Linked DNA regions of Hordeum vulgare: region 2 is linked to region 1. The links are chromatin contacts, called in public Hi-C maps. All regions are on one chromosome and are shown on one strand. Each heading gives the region's core, a stretch centred on a gene start, on an enhancer-like site or on the middle of the called end of the contact. The rest is flanking DNA. Distances are from core to core; before and after follow the strand shown. Region 1 holds the start of LOC123424785 (cysteine-tryptophan domain-containing zinc finger protein 7-like). Region 2 holds the start of LOC123424786 (potassium transporter 7).

Region 1 (7,832 bases), core at 2,808-5,307:
AGAAGCTTTGTATTCACCATAATCCATCTCTCTCTTGCCTTTTCCTTTTGAATGCTTCTTGGATCTTTCCACAAGATCTCCTGTATTGCCACCAAATAAATGTAAATACAAAATACAGTGAAAGCACACATGAAGGCAGTGTATCAAATAGAGAAAAAACAATAACAGAACCTCCATCGGAATAGCTGCCACGATTCTTGCTCTTGGACTTCTTCTTTTCAGTCGAAATGTCAACTAATTTGCTCACAGAATCTCTCTCAGAAGGATAGTGGTTACTATCAGCAGTACTTTTAATTCTAGGAGGGGGTTGGGTGATCGTTGAATAAGCTGGAGCTTGTGTTGGGTGAGAACTGTCAACCAAAGCACTTCCATCACCTGGAAAACTCTTCCTTTTCCTACTCTGTTCAGCATGCCCATTTATACTGAACGTGCTGGCTGTTGCCAATCCAGAAGAAGCAGCATGGGGATGACCAACTGAAGGAATACCGTTGGCAGGGGGTGGAATGACATATAGTGCATTCAGAGCATTTGTAGTCTCCTCCTCACCAACATCGCACCTATTCAACCCAGGTCTGCAAAAATTCCAAATTCTAGCTATTCAGGAAGGAATAAAGAGTGTTCATCAACTAATGAACATGGAGAAATAGAGCTGTAAGATATCACCTCACTGAAAAAAATAGCATAAACTAAACCTATCAGTTTCAGTGTAAAGCAGAAACCCGCAATAAGATCTATCTAAATTTTAATCCACTTGCTTGATGGAAGTGTAGTAGTTTCAAAGCAGACAATCAAATAGCTCCTGATAATAAGGTGCCGCTGGTTACATCCTATCTACAGATAAAACTCATGGATAGAAGAATTAAGGCAGCAAAAAAGCAGGAGGTATACAACTGTATAAGAACTATAACTTACAGCCACAGTTGCATGCTACATTTCCATTCCTTTGGAAGAGTAGCAGGATCCGACTCATATGGTAGGAGACGCCATTTCTGACATATGTCACATTGTACCCAATGTTCCTCTATCACAACAGGTGCTTGAAGTGCAGGTGCTGCATTTGCAGTTGATACAGAAGATGGAGGTACATGCATCTTCTGCTCCTCAGAAGCTGTATGTCTATCAAGCTTTGCACTAGATGAAATCTCCCTCTTTGATGCCCCAGGCATATCAGAATCCCTTTTGCTCCAAGATTTTTCCTTTGGTTGCAACTCTCCCAATCCAACTCCATTCTCCAATAAATCTAGCCACTCCTCTTTGGATCCATGGGGTCCGTCAGGCAAACTGTCCCTAACATCTCTATGTGGTTTCGCTTTGGGTTTCTTCCCGGAGTGGCTAGATTTGGAGTGAGAATCGTTTTTCCTCTCTTTAACTCCAGCAGAAGAACGAGCACCCTTGTCAACATCCACAAGATCAGAAGATGTTGGAGCATTCTTCTTTTGTTCCCTCTGAATTCTTTTGGCCTCACTCTTGGTGTTATTTTTCACATTTGTATCATAAAGTGAAGCCTCTTTGCTAGGAACCTTCTCCATGCTCCTGCAAACAGCAGGAGCTTTTTCATCTATAACTGCATTTTCTTCGAAGTTAACTACAGAAGCATTGCTTTTACTCTCAGGTTTTATTTTTCTTTCATGCTTCCTGTCCAACAGAAAATCTGTGTCACTGGTTGTATTCATCTCTTCTAAAGTCAACGGTGTCTTTTCTGTCACAGGTTTCAGTTCCCTCTTTGCTGCTGAAAGTTCCAATTCTGAGCTGCCAAAACCACCACTTTCTAAACATTCGGAGGTCTCCTCTTTGACGGTTTCAGCTTTGATTGTCTTGCTGTTGCTGTTTACAGCACATTCTTTCAATCGATCATCTTTGTTTCTTTCCAAAGATTTTCCTGCTGCTTCTTCTTTAAATTGACAATTGCCGTTTGCATCCATGCTTCTGGGACTAGACAGTAATGGTATGCTGAGAGCTTCCGATGCAATCTTCTGGGCAGCAAGTGTTTCAATATCGATCTCATTTTTCATAAATGCACTGATATCGTTTCTGTTATTTGACCTCTTCGTATCTGTGGGTTTCTTTTTCTTACCATCAGGCTTCATTTTCTTAACCACATGCCCTTCAAATGCTTCCTGTGCATTTTCCATCTCCAAGCTTGTTTCCCATTTCTTCAATGAAGGCACAACCTTCTTTGTCAGTTGCAACAAACTGCCGTGAAGAGGGGATAACAAGTACCCTCCAGGAACTGAAAAGCATGTCATGATCTGTGTGATCATGTTTAAAGAATGGAAGTCATTATGTGCCCTATGAACCGTTCATAATAAAATACAGTACACGATGCTAATACAGTGATCATGTAGACTTTACCTGAAGAATGGTCCGGGGAGATTCAAGTTGCACATTGCTAAATTCCGGGGAGAGGTCCCCGTGGCCATCAGGGCTTTCCTCCACGGATGAAGGTGAAGAAATGTCAAGGCCCAAACCACTGTAAATAGCTGCATTATTTCTTGCCAAGACATTGTCGGAACCAACTTTTATCCGTACTTTAAATCTATTCTGGTCACTAGACTTAGATGGACCATTTGAAGGATCATGGGTGCTAGAGCCCCTTTTAGACGCTGTGCTTTCACATCTTTCCTTTTTAACTGAATCACCAGAAAAGGGAGCCACAGAACCATTATTCTGAGAAGCAGATGGAACGGCCATAGCCGGAGGGTTCTGAGACACATCCTACATTATAAGCCATTAGATCAGACTCAAAAGAAGTAAACCATCAAATCATCAATGTCAAATGAATTAATGTACATGACAATGCTGATCCAGAAACCAGACAGTACAGCCAAAGCCAACTTAAGCACCTCAGTAGACTGGTGATAAGGAGATCTTGAACTAGTATTTGCCACCTTAGGTGGAGTTCTAGTGTGGGGCGGAAGGGGGGAACGCTGGTAGGTTGGCAAAAATGAGCCATATCCACCAAATTTTGATCCTGTGAAAGATTAGCGTCACATTTAATGTTTCTTAAGAATGAAGCCAGATCTGAGCTAACTGCAGCCACAGCAAAACATTTCCTCACCTAGATTCTCTGCAGAAACGCCTCCTTCAAAGTCCTTTTGAAAATGACCTAGTACATTTTGGAGTTTTTCATCCTACAACAAGACGAACAGGCATAAAAAAATGCTAGTGACTATTAAATTCATGTTGAAATTTTTCATACAAACAATGAACTAAATGAGAATAAAGGAATAGTGATCCCTTTTATAATTCCAAACAAGACATTTATTGAGGTAAATTAAAAGGCAGTTGCCTGCCTCCAACCGTTTTTCCATTCCAACTAAAGCTTCAATATTCCTGTTTTTTTTAGCGATGTCGAAACTTGCCGAAGTGCCAATGCCATGGATTTAGCTTAGTGGTAGAGGAGAGGGGGTCAGGGTTTGATCCATGTAACAAATTGCCACTAGTAAACCAAAACCAACACCCCCATCAGACTCGGAGATTAGCTTCTTTAGTTCCATAACAACCCGCATCAAAGAAGTGCTCACTTGACAAATTTAGCATCATTGCCATTAACAAGAGCGACAAACAGCGTAAAACGTAAATGATCAACCAATGCGACCGCTTCGGGTACCAACGTGAACCAAAGCGACGAATCTCGCAAACTTTAATTGATTCACCAACGGAGCCGACCGCCGGCAACGGCTAGACCGGCATCATTCACACCTGCAAAGCCGGAGAATCGAACAAACTCGTGCGCGCGCTCGTCCGTTACCTAGGCACGCAGATCAAGCTCATTTCGTTACACTAGAAAAGTGGAGTAGGCGCGTTGCATACATCTAGTGGCCATGTAGTACCGAAATGGGCATGGAAGCTGCAGTGATGGAGCAAGCAAGCAAGCAAGCAAGCATGCGAGCGAGAGGAGGGGCACTCACAATGTAAGCGAGGGTGACGTCGGGGTCGTCGAATGGGGGGATGTCGTCCCCGTAGGCCTCCCCCTCCTCCAGCTCGGCGTGGTCCGCCATGCCGGCGGCGCCGCCAGCATCCTCCTGCCGCCTCCGCACGGACAGCATCCACCCGCCCGCCCGCCCGCCCGCCTGCGCACGCCCCCGGTCAACCGCCCCGCCCCGCCCGGGCCCACCTCCCACAGCCCGCCCCGCCCTCCTCGCCCCCGAATCGCAAGCTCGAATCCCGCCCGCGAGCTCCCCGATCGGCCGAATCCCCCCGAATCGCAGCCCCCGCCTCCGCCGCAGCTGCCCGAATCGGCCGGCTCCGACGCCCTCCGGATTTGGGGATCGCGAGATTCGGGCCCTCCGCCCCCCTACACACACACACACACACCCTCCCTCCCTCTCTCGCCTCTCGCTGTCCGCCTCGTCGCCCCGGCCCGGCGTCTCGAGGCCTCGTCGCACGCGAGGGATTTGTGTGTGTTTTTTTCTTTTACCAATTGCCTCACGCGACAGAGCTTTCTGCGGCTGGCTGCTTGCTGCTGCTGCTGCGGCCGCCTTCCCCCCCTCTCTCTCTCCCCCCACGTTTGGTGGTAGACGACCTGGTGTGGTGCGTGCTGGTGGGTGGTGGTGATGGATGGGCGGGCGCCTGTTTGCCCGTCGATGGTTTTCTTTTCCCTTCCCACCCCCACCCCCACCCCCGGCTTTTCCACGGCCGGACGGGTCCCGCTCGAATGTTCCCTCTCCCTCCCAGGGGGATGCATCCGTTTGGGAAGGTGGTTAAAATGTGCCGCCGCCACGGATCCCGGTATCCTTCACTTGCTTCCTGTCACGCCTTTCTGCTACGAGAAGGAATGCGTGCTACGGGGCGTGTTTCCTGCCGTCTGCGGCTCGTTTACACCGGCGACGTCCAAAGAGAGGGGTAATTTTGACATGTTCGAGACATGGTTTGGTTCCCCCGCCCCGCCCCCCTGTTGAAACCCGCTCCCGGGGAGGAAAAGGAAGAGCTGGGGAGAGGCGGGAAGAAATGCCGGGCCGCTTGACGCCTTGCGCCACGGTTGCTTTCCTTGCATCGCATGTCCTTGTCACAAAGTTGTCTCTGGCCTTTCACTTGTTCCGATCAAGTGATGGTTTGCTACCCCGGTGCGGGTTGGGTGGGTAAACGTAGGTGTGGTTAGGATATGAATGAATGAATGAATATCTGCGTTAGGCCACCTGTGCTTTGATTGTTTTTTCATCGGCGTCGGGGTTTTCTTATACTTCCTCCGTCCCAAAATAAATGTCTTAATCTTAATACAATTTTGTATTAAAGCTAGTACAAAGTTGAGACACTTATTTTAAGACGGAGGGAGTATCTCGTAGGTGCTGACGAAGTATGTATAAAAAAGAGTGTTGAATTCTTTTGCCGAAAAGATGGTTTGGATGTTTAGAAGAGAAGAGACAACATAGACGTTTGTTAGATAAAGTTGCACCCACACACGTTTTCTAAGGTTGCTGTAACAAAAGGTGTGAGTGGGTATAGCATTTTGTTGGGCATCTCTGGCTCATCCATATATCTTTAGAGCATCTCTAGCACACCCAGTATAATGTCGATCCATAAAAATTGTTTACAGTTTGCGAAAAGCGGTTTTTGCGGGACGATGCGGGCGCGGACAGAGTCAGACCCCCCAAAACGGACCCGTATAAAAGGATATTCGCAGAAGATGCTATTATACGGGTTGTCAATGCGGGGTCTGCTTAGGCGCCACCGCATCGACCCGCAAAACGAATACCCCGTAAATCAGAATTACTCATCATGCGCAATATAAGTAAAATAACAATATTATAAATGCAGTAACCATCCAAAGTACAATAATTATTCAAATCACTGTAGCATTTTCAGTCTTCCTGCAGGTATGAAGAGAAGCTCTAATTCGGTTAGGGTCTCTAGCTGGTTTGACACGTCTGCCCATATTGTCATAGAAGAAATCCAAGTTCATGCCTCTCTCATTTTCGAGAATCATATTGTAGAGAATAACACAGCATGTCATGATGTTTTTTAAGGATCGCTTGTCCCAAAACCGAGCAGGACTACCAACAATGGCAAACCTGTTGGGGAACGTCGCATGGGAAACAAAAAATTTCCTACGCGCATGAAGACCTATCATGGTGATGTCCATCTACGAGAGGGGATGAGTGATCTACATACCCTTGTAGATCGTGCAGCAGAAGCGTTAGGGAACGCGGTTGATGTAGTGGAACGTCCTCACGTCCCTCGATCCGCCCCGCGAACAATCCCGCGATCAGTCCCACGATCTAGTACCGAACGGACGGCACCTCCGCGTTCAGCACACGTACAGCTCGACGATGATCTCGGCCTTCTTGATCCAGCAAGAGAGACGGAGAGGTAGAAGAGTTCTCCGGCAGCGTGACGGCGCTCCGGAGGTTGGTGATGATCTTGTCTCAGCAGGGCTCCGCCCGAGCTCCGCAGAAACGCGATCTAGAGGAAAAACTATGGAGGTATGTGGTCGGGCAGCCGTGGAAAAGTCGTCTCAAATCAGCCCTAAAACCTCCGTATATATAGGTGGGAGGGAGGGGAGGAGGCAGCCTCAAAACCTAAAGGTTTGGCCGAAATTGGAGGTGGAGGAGTCCTATTCCAATCCTACTTGGAGTAGGATTCCACCTTCCCACTTGGAAACTCTTTCCACCTTGTGTTTTTTCCTTCTCAAACCTTATGGGCCTTAGTGGGAACTTATTCCAGCCCACTAGGGGCTGGTTTATCTCTTCCCATAGCCCATGAGACCCCTTGGGGCGTGACACCCCTCCCGATGGTCCCCGGCACCCCTCCCGGCACTCCCGGTACACTACCGATGAGCCCGAAACTTTTCCGGTAATGCACGAAAACCTTCCGGTAACCAAATGAGGTCATCCTATATATCAATCTTCGTTTCCGGACCATTCCGGAAACCCTCGTGACGTCCGTGATCTCATCCGGGACTCCGAACAACATTCGGTAACCAACCATATAACTCAAATACGCATAAAACAACGTCGAACCTTAAGTGTGCAGACCCTGCGGGTTCGAGAACTATGTAGACATGACCCGAGAGACTCCTCGGTCAATATCCAATAGCGGGACCTGGATGCCCATATTGGATCCTACATATTCTACGAAGATCTTATCGTTTGAACCTCAGTGCCAAGGATTCATATAATCCCGTATGTCATTCCCTTTGTCCTTCGGTATGTTACTTGCCCGAGATTCGATCGTTAGTATCCGCATACCTATTTCAATCTCGTTTACCAGCAAGTCTCTTTACTCGTTCCGTAATACAAGATCCCGCAACTTACATTAAGTTACATTGCTTGCAAGGCTTGTGTGTGATGTTGTATTACCGAGTGGGCCCCGAGATACCTCTCCGTCACACGGAGTGACAAATCCCAGTCTTGATCCATACTAACTCAACTAACACCTTCGAAGATACCTGTAGAGCATCTTTATAGTCACCCAGTTACGTTGCGACGTTTGATACACACAAAGCATTCCTCCGGTGTCAGTGAGTTATATGATCTCATGGTCATAGGAATAAATACTTAACACGCAGAAAAACAGTAGCAACAAAATGACACGATCAACATGCTACGTCTATTAGTTTGGGTCTAGTCCATCACGTGATTCTCCCAATGACGTGATCCAGTTATCAAGCAACAACACCTTGTTCATAATCAGAAGACACTGACTATCATCGATCAACTGGCTAGCCAACTAGAGGCATGCTAGGGACGGTGTTTTGTCTATGTATCCACACATGTAAATGAGTCTTCATTCAATACAACTATAGCATGGATAATAAACTATTATCTTGATACAGGAATTATAATAATAACTATACATTTATTATTGCCTCTAGGGCATAATTCCAACAGTCT
Region 2 (7,832 bases), core at 3,298-5,797, 260 kb after region 1:
CTCAGCCAACCTGAGTTCGATCTCCACCGCTCTCCTTTTTCTTTCTTTTCTCTTGATTTCAAGTGAGCGTAAGATAGAATAGCCTCGCCCAAACCCAGCCATTTTTTTATTTTTTTGGCAGATTCAAGTATTTTCAAAAATAATCATATCTTTCAATACTAACTTGAAATTTAGAAAGTTCTATAGAAAATCATTGAAAAAATGTGTACATTCCAGATATGATATTATCTTGCATGATAATCATTTCTAAAATTATTTTTATGTTACACCCTTAATTAGTACTTTATTTTATATGGGGTATTTGAAAATGCCTATTCGTTATACATATCATTACAGATTCATTGTTTTCAATGAAGATATCTAACATGTTTGCAAGCAAATTAAGCCATGACTTGGATTACAGTTACAAACACATATATCAACAAAACAAAACTAATGCTCTTATGCACGTGCTATCATGGAGTACTAAAGTGTAATTTGCTATTTTATGCATTATTATTTTCACGGGTAATGCATTATTTTTTAGGTATCACTAAGGAGAAACACCACAAAGACGTGAATTGATACCGGCAACTAGGTAGATATGTCTGTTGTCTAATAAATTGAACACAACTTTAGTTACTTAAAAAAAATCATCCCACCTTTATATTTGTGCACAACATCATTTATCATGTTGTTTCTCGTACGATGTTGTGATAAAATTAATATTATTTTTTGATGTCGTCAAGTGTGTGTATGAGATGATTTATTTTTTTCCGTTGCAACGCATGGACATGTGTGCTAGTATAATCAATGAGCCAACGATGGAAACATTCCCTTAAACAAGCTATGAAAGTCCTGGTGTCCTGGTTACAAAATGGCAATTATATACGATCCCTAAAGAAATGGCAATTATGCAGCCAGGGCATCATCATCATCGGACCATTTAGGCGGACACGAATATTTCGCACGGTGGTTATCAAATCATGCGATGCCATCTGATTCAGTCTGACTATGAAACCAAACAATAATTTTGAGTGCATCGCTCAGCTTGGCACATCCTAGTGAGAGTACGACCGTACTCGCCGCATAGACCCTCTTGACTTGCACAAGCGGCCAAAGGCACCCCGAACGATCCTCGGCCGTCGGATTGACTGAAAACGGCGACGTGTATCCATCAAAAGCAGCGAGCCAGCAATAGTTTACATACATACATACATAGAAGTAACGCAAAAGTCATTTTCCCCGCAACTTGTTGTTGTTAGCGTAGCCAACTAATGGTCGTTGACCACGACAGGTTCCGTACAGGGATACGTGTATGTCCAGTTTAAAATCGGTTGTGATCGCTAATGATTCCTCCTAAAATATCAAGAGGATCGCCAATGATTGCGGTTTTTTAATTGCGCGGACGGGACACGAATCATATTCATATTTTCCCATACCGGTGTTGGTGTGAGGTTGGATGCGGCCGCTCGATGTATGGATGACTTCTGTACACTTTACAAATGAACAAACAGCAGAACAAACAAATAGCTATTGTTTTAGCCCAGCAGAGAAAAATAATGTGAGCGTAGCTCGGATGGTTACTGATAACTTTTCTTTAGAACATGGTTACTGATAACTTGACCTACTGTGTTCAACGTCCATAGTAACTTTGTCACATAACCCCTCTGCACGGCCGGTCCATACATTTTAGAGGCCCTGGGGCGAGACAACGAAACTGGACCCTTGTAGACAGATAAAAATTTAAAATTTATCGTATTTAAAGCAATTCAGTAATCAGTACATAGTATAGATCAATTTTCTTTGAACAGGGACAATGAAACGCACGCCACATGAAATTTATCGGATTCTATTAGTTCATCTTTCTGTTTTTTTCTCTTCCTTTTCTCACTACCAGATAAACATTTTCTAAAAGACACGTCACCAATCAATTTGCAAAAAAGAAAGTCAATACAGGGAACAAAAGCACCTGGATATGGGCTCGATGTGAAATCTTCCCTGTGCTCCCTACACTCTCTCTGTATCAAAAATAAATCAGTTTTCATAGAGGAGTAGAGGACCAAGTAGCAGAGAAAATGAGAAATGGCAACCTGCTTGCTCCAGCCTCCAGAGATGCACCTGCGCAGGCCCTGCCCCTGCACCGGCGAGTAGAGAAGGCGATGTCCTTCCCGAGTTCCCCTGCTCTGAAATTCCGAATCTGAAGGAGGAGTCTCTCAGCTATTTAACATCAAATCTGCAGGATTGCGGGATTGGGAAAGGAGGGAGAAGATTGGGGAAGGGAAATCACCATTGGTATCCATTAATAGCGGCACGGGATCGACGACCTCGTCGCCTCGAATCAGGCGCGGGACTGCGGGAGCCGCGGCGTTGTTCCTCATCTGGACTCTCGAGGCGAGGCGGCCGTAGGAGGTGAGGCGACGAGTGCTAACAGGCTCGCTAGTCGCTAGGTGCCGCAGTGCTGGGCCGGGGCCCCTACCTCCCAGGGGCCCAGGGCGGACGCCCCGTTGCCCCGGCCTGTGGGCCGGCCCTGCCCCTCTGTAACTAAATATAGCAACAAAAAAAAACTACGAGACAATCTCGCCGGTGACAACCCCTCTGTAACTAGAGAAACTGATTTTTTTTGTGCATGAAAGATAATTTGGCGCCTAAGATGCGATGTAAATTCTAAATCATTTGAACATATGAATAGCTTTCAGTAAAAAGACAAATTAAATCAAAACAATACATGAACAATAAAAATTTTCACATACCTTTTTTTTTGTTGCCGGAGCTACTCATATGTCCAAACAATCTGAAATTTGTAATTAGGTCAAAACAATACATGAACATTTTACATATCCTTTTTTTTTGCCAAGAGCTACTCAAGTATCCAAATGATCTGAATTTAGAGCTCATCTCACGCAACAAATTATTTGCATGCAAAGAATATTCAGATTTTTTGGAAATTTTCTAGTACTTCTTATGAATTTCCGGTTCTGAGACTAAATAGCCTCGTTTCCTAAGAAAATGTCTTATATTTATTTGCAGTAAGTATTTACTGGCCGTACTTGTTTCGGAAAATTACATGATGCTCACAACATCTACAACCAAACGCTCCAAATCCGCCACATATGTTTGGGCAGATAGCCCACTTAGCGTCCAGTCACAAAAACTCAAACAAACATCTTAAATAAAGTCTCAAACGTTCGGGCTGACGACACCCTCATATCCAGCTCAAATGTAGGGCCGTTATGGAGGTGCCCCCAGACCCCAACATGTCCGTCATGTCGGACCCGTCCCATGCTGACCCCACCCGACCCATACATATTCCTCTCATCCGTTCTCCGAATCAAATCCTAACCACTTCATTCCAGTCCCCTTCGCTAGCAAAGCTCACGTCCGACAATCTCAAACCTTCTTCGGTATGACAAGCAACAGAAACATCTACAGATCCATTGACCACAAGCTCATTCCACGCGGCCTCAAGGAGGAGATGATCGTGTGGCTTGCGCTTCGCCGCTCCTGGGAGGAGGCCGTCGGCAACAACGCTTGGACCCCTCCCATTCGTCGCTGTTGCGAATCGCTAGGGGTGCCATTGTTGCCTTGCCTGAGGCGGTGTGGTACGTCTGTCATCTGAACGAGGTGGCAGACTCGCAACCCCTTCGTTAACACGCCGAGCTAGAGGACACACCATGTGCATCGTTCAACACAAACACGGCGCGCCGTGCCCGTCGTGCAAGGCAGCGGACACGGGAGACGGCACAGCCCTCGCGGAGGTGGACGTTGCCGAGGCGGAGTCACATTCTTTGGCGCCCCGTATGATGCACCCGTGCGGGCACTGCAACCGTGTCGTGCTGGACGTTGCCGGCTCCACCCAGGACAAAGGCATCAAAGATCTCATGTTCACCGACACCGTTGAGGTTCAGGGCTCCGGTGAGGAAGAGTAAGGCATGTGAAACGGCCGAGGCTTGACTCTCACGAGCCGGCTCGTGTCCCATGTCGGCGACCGGACAAACACTCTACCCCGTCGACGACCGGACCAACGCTCTACCCCGTCGGCGACCGGACCAACACTCTGGAAAGCGCATCCGGCCGTCGGACATGGACATGCCAAAGCCCGACAATTTTCCTAAAGTATTAGGTTTACGTTACAAGTAATATTATGGATATGAAGTTTATAATTTGAAACATCTGGCTGTAAAATGGATTACCAAAATCTTAACTTAACGCGCGTTTGAAGGACCAGATTTGTCAAACCGGTCTCAGCCGACTCCAATTTCAACATGCTGACTTGGAGGGTGTTTGGAATCTCTCCCGTTTAAAACTTCACTCCATGGGAGAAGTCCGATTTTAGCCACTCCTTAAAATTATGCTGGCGCTCCCTCCGCTCCAGGAGCCGCTGTCGTGGAGCAGAGAGGATCCGAACGCGTCCTTGGTTTCTGTTTCACCTTTTTTTTCAACAAACTCCACGTGGCGCTCCCGAGAAACAGACTCCGCGTGAGCAGGTTTGTGCGCATCCGCGTGCTGTTCACGGCGTTCCCTCCTTGTTTTAGAAATCGCGGGCGGACGATCTTTCTTCCTGTTGAGAATCTGTTGAGGGAACACATGAAGTAAACTCCGCACCACACGCACGACTCGCAGCAGCAGGCAGCTGCAGATCCCATCGCCATCCCATCCCTTTCCGCCCGCCGTGCGCGCCCATCGCATCGGCATCGCACGTGCGAGCCCCGCCTCCACTGACGCCCGGGCCCACCCCGCCAGCCCCGCGAACCCCACGGCGCCGCCGCCCACGCTGCTCCTACGCGTCGTCCTCGAGACGGCGACGTGAGCAGGCAGGCAGGCAGGCACCAAGCGCCCCCGGCTCGCGGCTCTCCCCTCCCCCGGTTGAGTCTCGTCGTCGCCCGCGTCCGCCTACAAAACCAGACGAGGGGAGGAGAAGCGTCTCTCCTCCTCCCACCCCCACCCCCACCCCCGTCGCTTTCCCAGGCCCTCCTGCCCGCCCCGGCTCGCCGAGCTAGCTAGCTCCGGGGCCGTAGCTCCAGTACGTGGTCGCGGCTTCTACCCTCCCCTGCTGCTGCTGCCTCTTCGACTAGCCGCCGCAGCCGCCGCCGCGAGAATTCAGTGGTGGGCGGGTGCCCCCAATGGACGAGGAGATCGGCGCCGCCGCGCGGCAGGTAACCAACTGCTCCGCGACTCCGCTCCACCCGTCTCCATGCCGCCTCGGGAATTCGGATTATGAAGGGGTGATTGTGGGTCTTACCTGATGATGGCGAGATTTCGATTTCGCTTATCGGAGGCGGGGGTGGATTTATTTTTACCGCCGGATGCGGGATGGTGCGTGCGGCTGTGCAGTCATCCTGGTTATATAATTGGCTGCGTAGTTGCTTTGTTATAGGTTCAATTTTGCTTGGTTCTAGAACATTGGGGTCATCCGTATCATGTCACTGAATCGGGTCAACTGCTTCGTTGGTGCTTGACTGCTTGCTCGATGCTCAGGCTGGCCATGAATCGACCTTCCTGTTTTCACCTTCTTACAGGCATCAGCATCCTCATCGTAGTTCTCTGTTCATAGAGTTTCAGATTCGGAATTCGGGGTCACCCTCTAGAGGCGTAGACTATACTGGAAATTCGTGATACAACGCAGCCTGTTTCATCAGCTGTTGGTTTATCCAATTTTGGCCAACCTCGCCGGAAATAGGCATATCCCTGCAATTGCATTGGCAGTTTGTTTTGTGTACTACTACTAGTTTAGTTGAGACGTTCAACGAGTCAGCGACCAGTTTCTTGTGGTCGTTGTTCGTAGCCTTGCTGTGCTGATGGTTGTTGTTTCGCAGGGCCAGTGGAAATATCACAAAGCTCTCTCCCTACTAGCGTTTCAGAGCTTTGGTGTGGTGTATGGAGACCTGAGTACGTCGCCTCTCTATGTATTCAAAAGCGCACTGTCTGGACTGGATGATTACAGTGATGAGGCGACTGTCTTTGGATTGTTTTCACTGATATTTTGGACCTTGACACTCATTCCTTTGCTCAAGTACGTCATAATTGTCTTGGCTGCTGACGATAATGGCGAGGGTGAGTGACTTCATTGTACTTGTTTGTCTTGTTGGCTTCCTAATGGAAGTGTGCATGCTACTGTGTTCTAATTTTGGTTTATTTAATTTGGAGGAAGTGTTAGCCTAGCTTAGATCACCCATAAACTCTGGTAGGCAAAGAGGAACGTAGGAAAGGCGAAATTCTGTAGTAAGATTGTAAGCATAACAAGCAACAGACATTATAGCCATAAGTATTTGTTCTTTCCCAAAAGGATGAGCTTGTGTTCCTTCTCCTTTACAGTAGAGTGGTGACTTGAGCTACCTAGTAGTTATTTTCGTTAGCTATTTTTTTTCACTTCACATGGTTAATGAATAAAGTAAATGTTTATCCAGGTGGGACATTTGCTTTGTATTCACTACTCTGCAGGCATGCAAAGATGAGTCTGCTTCCAAACCAACAAGCTGCAGATGAAGAGCTGTCAACATACTATCAGCCTGGGGTTGATCGTACTGCTATGTCATCTCCATTCAAAAGGTTTCTAGAGAAGCACAAGAAGCTGCGGACATGTTTGCTTCTTTTTGTTCTGTTTGGAGCATGCATGGTGATAGGTGATGGCGTCCTTACACCCACCATCTCTGGTATGCATAACATGCCCTTGTTTCTTTGCTTTGTCTTTCTTTCTGTAATTATGGAACATATACTTTCGCTGTTATCAGTTGTCACATCTCAGGCTGTGCTTGTTGCAGTTTTGGCTGCCTTGTCAGGATTACAAGACAAGGACACAGGTGGATTAGGAAACGGTATGAGTACCTTCTTCTTTATTTTCCCTGTACCGCATAATAGATATTTAGCAACCTGTTCTCGTGACAGTAATATCTTATAATCGTTACGTATTTATAAAAACTGTCTTAAGAAGGGGTTTCATCTAGTTTTACTTCACACCTTAATAGTGGGTAATTGAACTTTCATATGTTTGAATGGAATTAAAGAACACGAGCATCTCCAGATTTCCCTGGATTAGTAGGGTCAAATTCTATTTAGATGTTTTCCTGTTTTACAAGTGCCTGTCAAGTCATCTGATATTACATTAATCTTGGTTGTTCTTAATCTTTATGCTAAAATCCAATGCGTTTCAATGTTTAGTTATCTATTTGTCACGTGTGAATTGCAAAATTGGAGCTGTAACTCAAATTACCTGTAAGTAATCAATGGTTTTCTCGTCTTCATCCCTAGCTGAGGAAAATAATCGTCCCATTTTGTGACAATGAAATCAATTATTTAGTGCACATTGGGATTTTCTTTGTGTGCTTATTTGCATGAGTTCGATAAAGTTGATAGGGGAACATTGAAATTTGAAAGAATAGGAACACCTAATCATGTATGTGAATTATATTAGTAGTATGGGGGATGATGTGACTGAAAATTTGAAAATTTTCAAGGCACCCATGTTTGCATGATGATTTGGTGTAGAATTTTCTTGAGCTCCCTTTATGACTTTGCAACCTGTATATCTTGAAAGAGTGCACGGTTCCTTTTTTTATATCAAAGATATTACTGTTGCCGCTGATTTTTTCCTTGAGGAACATATCTGCATTCCTTGTAGTTTCCTTAAGTAGATGGTGTTCATCATATTGACTAACTTGCTGGTTTACAGGTTGGGTAGTACTCATTGCATGTGTTGTGCTTGTTGGCCTCTTTGCGCTACAACACCGAGGTACTCATAGGGTGGCATTTGTGTTTGCCCCCATTGTTGTACTTTGGCTCTTGAGCATTGGTATCATTGGTCTCTATAATATCATCCGCTGGAATCCCAGAGTTTGTCTTGCTCTTTCCCCGCA

What was found. Hi-C and Micro-C count contacts between places; a contact is called where the count stands out from the background.
Region 2: a Hi-C map of seedling shows a contact between it and region 1, with 6 times the contacts expected there. The contact joins the promoter of LOC123424786 here to the promoter of LOC123424785 in region 1. A contact is called at or near these places in 5 of 6 Hi-C or Micro-C datasets (leaf, seedling and an unstated tissue) and 1 of 1 datasets of contacts at active chromatin or transcription factors (embryo).

The regions. Positions count from the first base shown.
Region 1 is chr2H:46,310,022-46,317,853 of MorexV3_pseudomolecules_assembly, forward strand. LOC123424785 (cysteine-tryptophan domain-containing zinc finger protein 7-like) reads right to left here and starts at 4,058. Exons shown (of 13, transcript XM_045108477.1): 1 at 3,912-4,058; 2 at 3,059-3,131; 3 at 2,844-2,971; 4 at 2,353-2,715; 5 at 913-2,249; 6 at 172-572; 7 at 1-80. The coding sequence starts at 4,049.
Region 2 is chr2H:46,574,069-46,581,900 of MorexV3_pseudomolecules_assembly, forward strand. It overlaps LOC123424786 (potassium transporter 7), which reads left to right and starts at 4,548. Exons shown (of 9, transcript XM_045108478.1): 1 at 4,548-5,135; 2 at 5,796-6,033; 3 at 6,387-6,632; 4 at 6,741-6,794; 5 at 7,649-7,832. The coding sequence starts at 5,103.